Linked DNA regions of Gossypium arboreum: region 2 is linked to region 1. A link is a contact called in public Hi-C data. All regions are on one chromosome and are shown on one strand. The core of a region is the stretch at or near the end of the contact, and the rest is flanking DNA. Distances in the headings are between cores, read along the strand shown.

What was found. A called contact is a pair of places that touch in the nucleus more often than the background predicts.
Region 2: a contact with region 1 is called in a Hi-C map of leaf, with 5 times the contacts expected there. The contact joins the promoter of LOC108471198 here to the promoter of LOC108470869 in region 1. A contact is called at or near these places in 2 of 5 Hi-C or Micro-C datasets (both in leaf).

Annotation. Positions count from the first base shown.
Region 1 is chr11:117,856,524-117,862,737 of ASM2569848v2, forward strand. LOC108470869 (protein tesmin/TSO1-like CXC 2) reads right to left here and starts at 3,337. Exons shown (of 11, transcript XM_017772369.2): 1 at 3,117-3,337; 2 at 2,341-2,504; 3 at 1,520-2,270; 4 at 1,151-1,235; 5 at 911-1,061; 6 at 760-834; 7 at 92-272. The coding sequence starts at 3,179.
Region 2 is chr11:118,051,594-118,057,723 of ASM2569848v2, forward strand. It overlaps LOC108471198 (L10-interacting MYB domain-containing protein-like), which reads left to right and starts at 1,620. Exons shown (of 3, transcript XM_017772806.2): 1 at 1,620-1,868; 2 at 2,778-3,137; 3 at 3,231-4,170. The coding sequence starts at 2,778. The coding sequence ends at 3,896. It overlaps LOC108473034 (a long non-coding RNA gene), which reads right to left and starts at 5,364. Exons shown (of 2, transcript XR_001869632.2): 1 at 5,149-5,364; 2 at 4,631-4,795.

The sequences.
Region 1 (6,214 bases), core at 2,087-4,586:
TACAAAGAAAAAGGCCAAATGACAAAATAAGTAATGAGCTTTGATGCTACTCTAGTTATCATGAAGCTTAATCATAAATATAGAATCTAACCCAGGTATCCAAAACACTGTCTGTGCTTCTAATCACTTTGGGAGCAAATGCTTGTGGATTGCGAGATTCAATCTGTTTACGAGTCTCTAAAACCATCTTTTCATGAATCGGTTTATTGAAGCAATCTAAGCATGAACAAGGCTCAATACAGTAGAGACCAGCAGCAAAGCAGTCGCAGTAACTGTATCATAAAATATAGTCAGTAGAACTAGGTAGACAATATTGAAAGCAGCTAAATCCCTAGTATGAGAAAAAGTGAAAAATCAATGACAGTGAATGCAATGAGTAGAAATAATAATTAGGCAGCGGAGAACCAAGACAAATCCAAAAATACATATCTAAACAAATAGATTAAAATAAGCTAAAATGATTATTAAATCACATTTCATTCTAACATGCTATTGGAAATTGATTCATTAAGCAATTGTAGAAATCAAACCAATGTGATGACTACAAAGTTAGGCCTGAATATCTTATATTTTTAGACGTAGGAAGTCAATTTACAACCTGTTGGTTCACCTGATTTTTTACTTTTAATTCAGAGTAATTAAAGGACCAATGGTCTTCAGTATCACAATAGAGGAATTAACCAAATATAGGTATAGACTCAGTGAGACACTTCAAGATTATGCACACTGACCCTAAATACAGATTTAAGACAGACTTACAGTTTCAAGCATTTTGATCTCTTACAGTTACAGCGCTTGCATGAGGCACTCTCCTCAACAAGTTCAAACTTTTGCCTGCATAGTATTAAACTGAAATCAGTTTGTATTATGGTGTTTGAATAGCAATTTAGAGCATATTAATCTAACATGCCTCTTCTTTTCAGGAGTATTGTGGTCAGCGTCAGTGCCACCAATAGATGCAGGAGCCTCACAAGAACTTTCTATAACTACAGTTCCATTGTCACTAGGAACCTCACCCATTTTCATAGAGCTTAAAATTGATTTATTAGGAGGATTCTGGCCTACAGTCAGAAAACTAGGAAATGTCAAGGACCAAGGTGCATATCAATTTGTTTTCAAAAGATAGAGCCGCTCACAAAAGAAATACCACCTTTCAAGATGTTTGGAAGAGAATTCAAGTGCAAACCGAAACCAGGTGACTTCTCAAACACCAAACAACGCCGTCTTATGCTACGCTGCATAGAGAAGAACATAAGAGTATGGTTATAAAAAAACAGCCAATCATTGAGCAGGAAAATAGTGTAAATTTTAAGAAACGACACATAAAAGGAAAATCATTGATAAATGTACAATATAAGGAACTTGTATTAGGTATGCATATCATAAAAATGGCTCAAAAATGCTATTATCTTTTCATTTTCTAGAAAGAATTAAATACTAATATGTAGCTTCGTGTCAATCTTATATCTCGAATTGCAGTCTGCCATAAAAATGTACTTGCACAGTTTTTTCACTTTACCTGACGACTCAACTGGCTGCATTTCTCCCCCTTATCATCCTTCTTCAAACTTGAATCAGTAACTACTGGTTTGTCCGGTAGACAAGTAGACAGGATGCAAGATGTCTGATCTGTTACTGAATCTCCCAATTCATTTTGTTTGCAAGAACCTTGATGATCACCAGATTCTGCATTTTCTAAATTATTTGCATTATCAAGCGAAAACTCTGGGATATTTGATATAAAAGAGGTTGTCCCAGAGTCTACCGTTCTCTGATCCTGTCCATCACTATTCTCGTGAATGATAGATGTATTCACTGTCAACATATCAGCAACATCAGAAACAACTGCCACCCAGCCACATCCTGCTGCTTCTTCGCTCGGCTTAATCCGACGTATTTTACGCAAATCTCTTTCATTTTCAAATGACCGTTGCCTCTCTTTCCATTCATCTCTACTGCGTTGGAAAGGAGATCTCTCTTGCTCCACCACTTCCAGACTTGTTTTTTTCAGTAATGCATCACAAGCCTCCAGGTTATCATCAGGACTCCTACAATCATATTTTGAGGTTCCTGGCAACTCAACCGCTAAATCTGATTGCTTGTCAAACAGATCACTGCTAATTCCTTTGGATGAACCGTCATTACTGAGACATCCTGGATGCTCATCGTACAAGCCAGATTGCCCAGCAGCTTTTGAAGCTTCCTGACTTGCATTAGATTCATTACTGCTCTGGAGGACCCTAGTGTTTAAATCTGCCGAGAAATGATGCCTGAAACCAATATCATTCAGGACACTTAAAATCATGAACTAAATACAGCAATAAGAAAATTTAGTTTTACCTTTTAACTGAAAACCTGGATTCCCTATGGCAATTGATTTGTGGGGAGGGAAACAAAGATGAAGGGGACAAAAAAGCTAATGAATTGAAAGCATTATCAGTCTGACTGGACTTGGCTTGCTCAATAGGAGAAAGGCTATCAATGTACTTAAAGACAGGTGAATCCTGCAAAGGAAGAAAGCAATGTTTAAACCATAGCATGTAAGTCTCAATAACCTGATCAGCAAATGCTCATGTACACAAGAAAACAAAGAACCAAGCTAAAGATAGAGCAATCTAAACCAAACTAGGGAAAAAAGTATCTCTTCTATATCATTGAAAGAAATACCAACATTCCCAACATTTTGAAAGTATTGCTGCTCACCTCTAGTTGTATAAATTACCAACATTTCCAATGTCAAATCTCAATGAGACAAATTATAAGCATGTCAAAACTTATATATAACCCCATGAGCATAATTATTATTGGGTAAAAATTTGTAAAAAATTTACATTACACTTGTAAACACAAACATGACACGGGAAACACACAAATTCACGCTGTAGTCTGAACACAAAACCCATCAACAATTCCGACAAAAACATACAAAAGTAATTCAAAGCGAAAAAAGCAGAACAAATTAAACTTGACAGGCAAAACCCAAATCAGCATCTAATTATTGAAAGCCGAAATGCCCAAAACCCAGAAATCCTAGGTGAGCAAACATAATTAACAAAAACCCAAATTCTTAAAACTTTTTTTTTTTTTAAATTGCAAGAGGAAAAAAGAATAATAACCTCAAATTTGGAAAGAGAAGAAGTAGGAGTCGGAGTGATCTGGGTTTTATGTGGTGTATCCATTTTCACCAAAGGCTCCACATCTTCATCTCTCTTTTGCTTTTTTTCAAGGATTAGAGCTCAAAGCCTACGGAGACAGTCAAAGGCTCCCTTGCCTCTTTCTTTGAATTTGGTCGAAAGTGAAACCCAAAAAACAAAAAATAATAATAATAATAAGACTTTTGATTAAGGAAGCGGGAAGGCGGGAAAACAAAATGGTAATTCTATTTTCCTATTCAATTTGGGATGCTGGGTCGGTCCATCTCCTATGTTAGGCCCGTAATCAAATGGACCTTTTCTGATTTGGGATGGAATTTTGATATATTGGATTTAGACAGTTGATCCGGCCCCATTCTAATGAAATCCCGTCCATTAAGTTTGGATTATCATTTAATTAATAAAGTCGTGTGTTTTGGAGTGATGATTTCAATAATATTTAAAGTAAGAAAACCCCCCAAAACTTTTCTTTTTTTCTTTCCTAGCCCTTGTTCTATCCCGTAACGGTGTTGGCTTCCGGATTAGTTATTGCCTATCTTTTCTTCCATCACACCAACTTTTTATTATTTATTTATTCAGTTGAAAAATGTTTATGCTTATCGTTGTAAAATCTTCACCAACTACTAACAATTTTTTTTGAAAAATGAGTTGGTAATAGATATTCAAATGGTGTCTCTTCGTTTACTTCTTAATATGTCTCTATTTTGAGGATATTTTAGAATAATAATTTATTCCACAAGTCGATTTGGACTATGATGTCTTAAGTTTTGTGCTTTTGTTGTTTCATGAGTCTTGCATTTTTTATGAAAATGGTAAAAGTCTTTGTCTTGTTGTGTACAAGTTTTAGCCTTGCTTTTTCAAGTGTTTTTAAAGATGAATTTATTGTCGTTCTCTCTAGTTAGATGAATATTCAATTATTTTAATGATAACATCCACTACTTTAAAATTTCTGAGACTGATTCTCCTATCGTGATAGGAGCTTGCAATCACTTATCATGTAAAACTCCTTACCCAACCTAATGACCAACACGGTTAAGAGATGCTACCACGACATATGCATAACACTTGTTGCTTATTTATAAGTTTAATATGACTTTCAACAATTAAATAAAATCCATAAATTGAGGTTAAAAGGAATGGAAAACTTTGGAACATTTTTAAAATCATTTTGGATGATTCCAAAGGTGTTTGGACAAGTTTAAAACATAAAATGGGGGTTCTAAAGGCTTAAAACTATTAGAACAATCAATTTAGAGAAACAATTATTTTAGGTATAGTAGAAACTTTTAAATTTTCTTAAACAGAATTCATTGTATTATTTATAACAATAAACTTAATCGAAATATACTTGTACTTTGTACAAAGTCGACTAAAATCGATCTTGGCTTTCTACCAAATGATCTTTTCCATTATTCTCAAATCATGAACTACCTCAACTGTGGGCTCAAAGTTTATCAAACAAATCACATGAAATAAAATTTTTTATTAACTTTTAGTAAGAAAGTTAATTTTCTCTATAACCAAAAACTATGCGTTCTTTTCCAGAAAATAGAATTTATTTTGTAAAATAAATTTTCAACATTTTGAATTGAATAACGACATATGATAAGTGTTGTAAATTGCTCAACACATAATTTCTATTTATAGAGAATCATACAAGAGTTATATTCAAATAAGACTTGATTAAATAATAATATTTAATAGAAAATACAACTTTTCCTCAATTATGAGTATAGAGACAACAGCATGCCTAGTAAATACTAAGTTTGTTGTCCTTACTCCAATTATGTGTTATATGAACTTTTATCCAAACATTTATAATTTATCCACATCAATATTTATTTTTTATTTACTAAAATATTATCTATTTAATCAATTAAATTAATTGATTGAATTAACTAAATTAATTTATTAATTAAATAAATTTTTAATCCAATTCTAATTTCGATAAAATTAATAACTTTATCGTATTCGAATCTATGAAAAATATATTTAATTTTTCTATTCAGCAATTCATAATAATTAATTAATTTAATTTCATCTTCCAACTTCAATGTTTAATTATTATTAATTAATAATAATTTACAAAAGCCACTTCATGTGATTAATTTTATGAGGTAATTCTTCTTCATTCTCTTGATCTCCACTTTTCTCCCCAGTGTCTCTTTCTTATCTTGTTGGTTGATCCTAAAATTTTGATTAATTATGAAAAAAACCTATTTCTCTAATTCTATACATAAATAACTTGAAATGAAGAGTAAAAATTGATGGAGCCAAAGAGAATGGCGCACCAACATACCATGTCAGCCATCAAAATAAAATATTCAATTTTTGGTGGTGCCAAGAAAAATGGCATCACTTGTATAAATATCAAGAAAATATTGTTATTTCTCAATAATTATAGGACTTTAAAAAATCCATTTTTTGGTGGAGCCGATTAAGTATGGCTCCACCACTTTTTTAATGTTTCAAGGGTATTCTTTTTTTGGGAGGTTTTTAGATTTTTTTAAAAATGTTATTTTGTCGGATGGCTCCAATTAGAATGACGCCACCACTTTATTTATGTTGTGTCAACATTTTTTTTAGTTTTATGATAGTTTTAATTTTTTAGTTTTTTAATTTTAAAAATATTATTTTATTGGGTGGAGCCATTTGAACCCGTCACCGCAACACAAGCAAGTTTCTCAATGCTATTAAATTGTTGCTCGGATGCTGCCAATATTGATGGTCTCATTTGTGCGGTTCGATTTGAGATTCCTTAAAACCTTTAAATATCCCGATGACTCAGGGAATCCCAAATAATCTACCCATTGGTTGTATAATCAATTTAAACTCGTTATCGTCCTACCACGACTAACTAAAACACTTACATAACCAATTTGAATTTGTTGCCGAATAAATAACTGGCATCCGAAAATAACTATTAAATTTACCAGTGTCAAAGCTCTACCAAATTATCGTTAAACAAAACATACCTTCAAATTAAAAAAATTACTAAATAAACAAAAACACAAATACATAGAAAAAGAAAAGGCTTATCATTTTTCTCCCGGTCATCCTCT
Region 2 (6,130 bases), core at 370-2,869, 190 kb after region 1:
CACAACACACTCTTATCAGTACTAAAATGAGCAGACTCAACATAAAAACTATTAAGATAAAGAAAATGAATCTTTCTAACTCCATGCGAACTAAAGAAAAATACTACATTACTACAGTAGAATAACAACCAACACTTACCCATAAGATGATTAAAAGATTGAGAATGCAAAAGTATGACACACCAAAATGATAAAAGAAAAATAGAAGAGATGGCAGTAAGAGAAAGTGAAAAGAACAAAAACAATTTTTCCTTATTAACCAAAGTTTACAGTAAAAAAAAGAAAGAAGAAAAGATGTGGATAAAGTGGAAAACTTTGGACAAAAGGAGTGGGGGAATGGGAGAGAGAGGAACGTAAGAGAGATTTTTGGATTAATTCAGAACTACCGACATCCCATTAAATCACATTAACTAATCACCAATCAGATTCTCTCAGAGTTCAAAATAAAAACAATTTTCACTTTGCACACATGAGGACTTAAACACAAAATCAAAGGGTAAGCTGAAGTTTTATCAATGAACCAGCAACCTCATTATTGTCAACAATTAAGCGAAAATAATTTATAAACTAGATGTTCAAAGATAAGGGTTTAGGTAAAAATTAGCAAAAATGCAAGTCAAATGATTCACACTTAGAACTTCACTCACACAGGTATAACACTTAACTAATGAACTAGATCACTTCATTTGTCATAATTCTCACAACCTTTACTCAAAAACATGATGTGACCACTCTTGGTCTTACTAACCCAATTTCTTCAAACATGCTTTTTGGGATGTGACACATTCTTTAGAGGTTACAATAGGATAAATTTGAAGGGGTTATGGACATCCATTTATTAATGAATTTACAACACTTTGAGTGTAGTAATTACTCCAATTCTTACTCTCCCCTTAAGAATTGAAAAGTGTAATTAGAGTACTCCAATTACATTCAATTCGATAGGGCCCATCAATTATAATAGTTACCCAAACATGTCATCATCGTGTAATTATAAGCAATTACACCAAAATTTAATTATCAGGTAGCTTTCCAAACACTACCTTACATAATCTTAAAACATTTCTATTTTAGAAAAAAAATTATGGTGTTTAAGTAAAAAAGATATAATATTAAATTTAGACCTTAAAGTTTACATATTTTGTTAATTTGACCTTCATTCTTTCTTTTAGCTAAATTTGACAATTAAACCTTCAAAAAGGTTAAATCGTTTTTGAAATAGAAATGATAACTAAAATATTAAAATTTTAACTATGTTGGCATGGCAATCCATGTATACTTCAGGTGATATAACACATATTATTTTATATACCATGTTAACAAATAATTTAAAATTATAAAAATATTTAAAAATATATAAAAATTCGTAAAAATTAACTTGAATTATATGTAGATTGCCATGTGAGTTGTCATTTAAAAAAATAACATTTTAGTCAATTTTTCTATTAAGAAACAGCAATTCAACACTTTTCAAAGATAAAATGATTTTTTTAAGAGATTAAGGGTCAAATTTAGTTTAAAAAAAAAAAGCCAATGATAAAAGATGTAAACATAGAAGAGTAAATATGATATTATACGTAAAAAACCAATTTCCTTTCTTTTCTTTCTCAATTTTCAGCCAAACGAGACGTTAACAGCTCCACGTGGCATAATCGGGCATTGCGTTCAAACGCAATCCCAAACGAAATTCGCAATTCCATCTCGTGACCGCGTTTGGGACCAAAACGTCCATCAACGCACGCGTTTGGGCAACCGCAACAAAGTTCTCTTTCCCAGATTCATCACTTTCTCTCCAACAAAAATCTCAATTCTCTTCCCTTTATTTCATGCATTAAACCATAGATTTTTCATCCTCATTTTGACCCAAGGTACCATTTTTCTTTTCGTTTGTTTCTTCTTTATCAACCCACCAATTTGGGGTTTAAATTTCGTCCGTGATGATAAAAATAGATTCTTTTGTGTTTTTCATTTCTGGGTTTTTTATTTTAATGCTTTTTGATTAATGGATTTTGGTTATGTTGTGTTGCTCTGCAATTTTCCTCCAATGGGTTTGTTTTTTTCCGTGTTATTTTTTCATGGCTTGAACAATGAAGAGCTAATTATTTTATTTATCTAATTATTAATGTATTATTTTAGGGTTTCAAGAGTGACTATTATATTCACTTATTTTTTTTTCCCTTGTTGCGTGTCTATCTGTGTTTCAGCATGTATGTAAGAATGAGAGTATATTTATGTATGAATGTGCCTTTTTTATGTCTTCATGTACGAATTAGTGTATTTATTTATGCATAAACGTGTCTTTTGTATGTAAGTAAATGCCTCTGGGTCTGTTATACATACATACATACATACATACATTAATGTATGTATGTATGTATGTATGTATAGAGGAGTGTTACTATTTTGTAAGAGTATTGAACCAAGTTCAACTCTTTGATTCGAGGACATGGATGCACCTAGTATTGGGAACCATATGTGTATCTGCAAACCTACAACTTTTGCATGCGAATGTGAGCGATTGATGCTACTGTGAGTATGTGGCTGTATATAAACGAATCTGGAATCTTATTGGCTTGGTCACTATCGGATATGTTTGGTTGGTTGAACTGTGATTCTCTGATTAAAGTATATTTTTGTTCGGAAACGGAAATGGCTTATACTTTGATGATCTTAAGTTCTTAATAGATGATTTTTTTTTTCTATTTCTTTTGTGTTTCTATAACTGGCTTGTTTGTATGATTCTTTTTCTCTTTTAATTTTGAAAAACTTTGTTATAGATGAAGAATGCTCGAATTCTTACGGTAGAGGTTCCTCGAGGTAGGAGTAATGAAAAAATCAAGGCAGTATGGGACAGGAACTTAACGATGATATTCTGTGATCTTTGCATAAAGGAAAAAGATCATAATTGTAGGCGAGGAACTTACTTTAAAAAGGAAGGGTGGTCGAGGTTGGTTGCGAATTTTAACAAAGAAACTGGTAAAGAATATGAAAAGTCGCAGCTGAAGAATCGATGGGATCTACTGAAAAAAGAATGGAAGCTATGGAAACAGCTCAAAGGGAATGATACCTGTTTGGGTTGGGATCCTAATAAGAACAATATCGATACTTCAGAGGCATGGTGGGAAAAAAAGTTAAAGGTACATGATTGATTTTCATAACGAAGATTTTATTAATCCTTTTTTCTATTTTCTCGTATATAAGATCAATAACACTCATGTATAAATGTGCAGCTAATGCCTGAGGCTACAAAGTTCAAAAATGGTGGTATTGATCCAGAATTAGAAAACAAATTAGATTGGATGTTTCAGGGTATCAATGACGACGTAACTTTCACACCCACATTTGGTCTACCGTCGATTGATGGAACTGATGATGATGAACCGCCTAAAGTAGAGGTTGAGGAGGTTGTCGCTGTAGAAGATATTCAAATGTCGAAAAAGGCAATGGGTGAACATTTCAATGAGATGGATAACCATTGCATGGAACAGAATCCTCAGGCTCACTCCGAATCCGAGCACCAGTCAGAGCCACCGAACCAGAAAAAGAGATCTCCAGAGTCAGATTCTTCTCATCTCAACAAGGGTAAAGAGAAAGTACCAAAACTAGTTGGGAGGGTTTCAAAACTATCTAGGCAGATAGATAGATTGTGTAGTGCAGCCGAAAGTATGAGTACGGCAACTTCAGCCAAGATAACTTTTGAGCCATACAACATTCCGGAGGCAATTCGAATGCTTGATAACATGGAGGAAGAAGTTCCGAAGATGAGCCAATTGTATTTTTTTGCCACGAAGCTGTTCATTGACAAGGATAAGCGGACGGTATTTATGTCATTGTCAAGTGATATCAGAGCTTGGTGGCTTAAAATGGAGATGGAGGAGAGCTCCAAGGCTGCTTAAAGGTATAAAATGACCACAATGGTGAGTACTACCAACATTTTATAACTTAATTTCAATGTATTTGATCAAGATGATGATCGTGATGAAGCTAGGAACCTAACAGTTGGATGATATCTCATCTAGCTTAATTATGTTGTGGGACCCTTCTTGCCTTAAGGTTTGTGGGAAATGGCTAACAATCTCCATTTTGATGTAGATAGATTAGTTAAATGTATGTTCACTTTTTATGTTTATTGGCAGTAATCAGTGAGTTTGATATGTTGATTAAGGGGTATTCATTTTGGTTTTGTGAAGGATACTGAACTAAGCTGAAAATATGGTTTTATAAAAGGATTTATATATAATCCCATTAAAATCAAAACTACTTATTTTTAACAAAATTATAATGAGTTGATATCATTTAATACATTGTAAGTGCATGAAATATATAAAAAGTAGTAGTTAGTAAATGATCACATTTTTAATTTAAGAATGCCGTTAAATAAGTTTGAAGACTAAGCAATTGGCTTCAATGTCATGACCAAACAGAACACAAGCAGAAGAAAAGAAAAAGAACTGTTGTTTTCTCTTTTTGGTTACAATGGGAAAAGCATTAAAGGTCCAAACATAGAATCTTATAAAAAACCTGTTAATTTACAGTTTTTTGATCCACTTTCTTTTTTCAAGCTAACACAGAGCTCCTAACAAAGAGAAATAGATGGAAATTTTTTTTTACTTCCACTAGCTTTTATTTCTTTTCTGATATGTTGATACTAAAGGGGCTTCATATAAACTTGAAATGCTTCATTGTTTTGGTTTAATTTGGGGTGAATGAGATTCTACCAGTATGGACCAGAGGACATGAACATCCTCATCTGTGCATGACTTCACATCTTCATATAAAATATATATCCCTCTACCTGAAATTCACCCGCAAAAAAAAAAAGAAAAAAGAAAAAAAAACAACTATAAAAATATGCTCAATCATATAAAAAAGAAGAGACAGCCATGAAGAATTATAAGTTATAACCACCGTAGAGAGCCATGTTACTATGGCTTGAGTGTAAGTATCAAATACGTGTATATATTCTGTATTCATGTCTAGGTATATGTCGAACATAGATATCAGATAAGAATACTTTAAGAAGGTGAAGATTCAGATCAATGTAGCTAAGAAGTTATGAAGATCCTTAATGGTGAATGAATGAAGAATGCATATAGTAAAAAATGAAACAGTGCACTAGCAGAACAGGCAATGAAAAATAGCAAGTACTCTTTGTTGGAGCAGAGTGCATGCGAAACCAGAGCTTCTTCAAGGGGAAGAGGAGGGATCTGAGCCACCCCATTTTGGAAAAATGGAGTGATTCATGGTAGGTGAAACAAATGGAGCATTTAGAGGGGGGGAAATCCAGAGAGAGAATGTTGCTTTGCTTAGACAATGGTGAATTATTGATTACAGTATCTAGCACCATATTTCATCTTTTTTGTTGCAGGCAAAAGGTACAGAAATGGCAAACGAATTTAATGTTTGGTGATGTGTCTTTTCACAAACCTTTCCACCTTGTAGCATGAGGAACAAGACTCAATGTGTGATATATTCAATCTTTTGTCTCAGATTCCCTACCTTATACCTCAAGTCAGAGTTTAGACCAAGGCAAACCCCATTAGTGCTATGTCAGTGTCATGTCTCCGAGGGACAGTTGACCAGTGACTCATAAATGCAGTCAAATTCTAAAGCCACTTTCTTTCAATCTGCGTTTTAAGACAAGTTTATCAGAAATAAATAATACAAAATAGGTTGCATGTAATGATCCTGAGATTTGGTCATGGGTAGTGAATACTACAGTCAAAAACTGGGTTGGTATTTGACTATGACAATATCTTGTTGTGTTGGCATTTAGGGAGAGAGTTTTGAATTGATAGAGGTTACAGGCCACCTGACGAAGCTTCTCCAGGCATTGGGCATGCTCTTTTTTTTCATTTATGCCATAGCCGCAGTTTGGAAACTTCTTCTGGACAAACATTACTTTTCATGTTGCTCAACAATTGCTTGACCTTCAAGTAATATATATCACTGAAATATTCATGACATATTGCTAAGTATTAGATTACAGGTGCAGCTTAGGGTGTAATCGATTCAAGTTGAGCTGAGCCTGAATACTAGTAATATCGAATTTGATGCGAAATTTAGAGTTTAATATTCGATTCTTGCTTGATCAAACATCTATTTTTAAATTCATTTTCAATTTTCATAT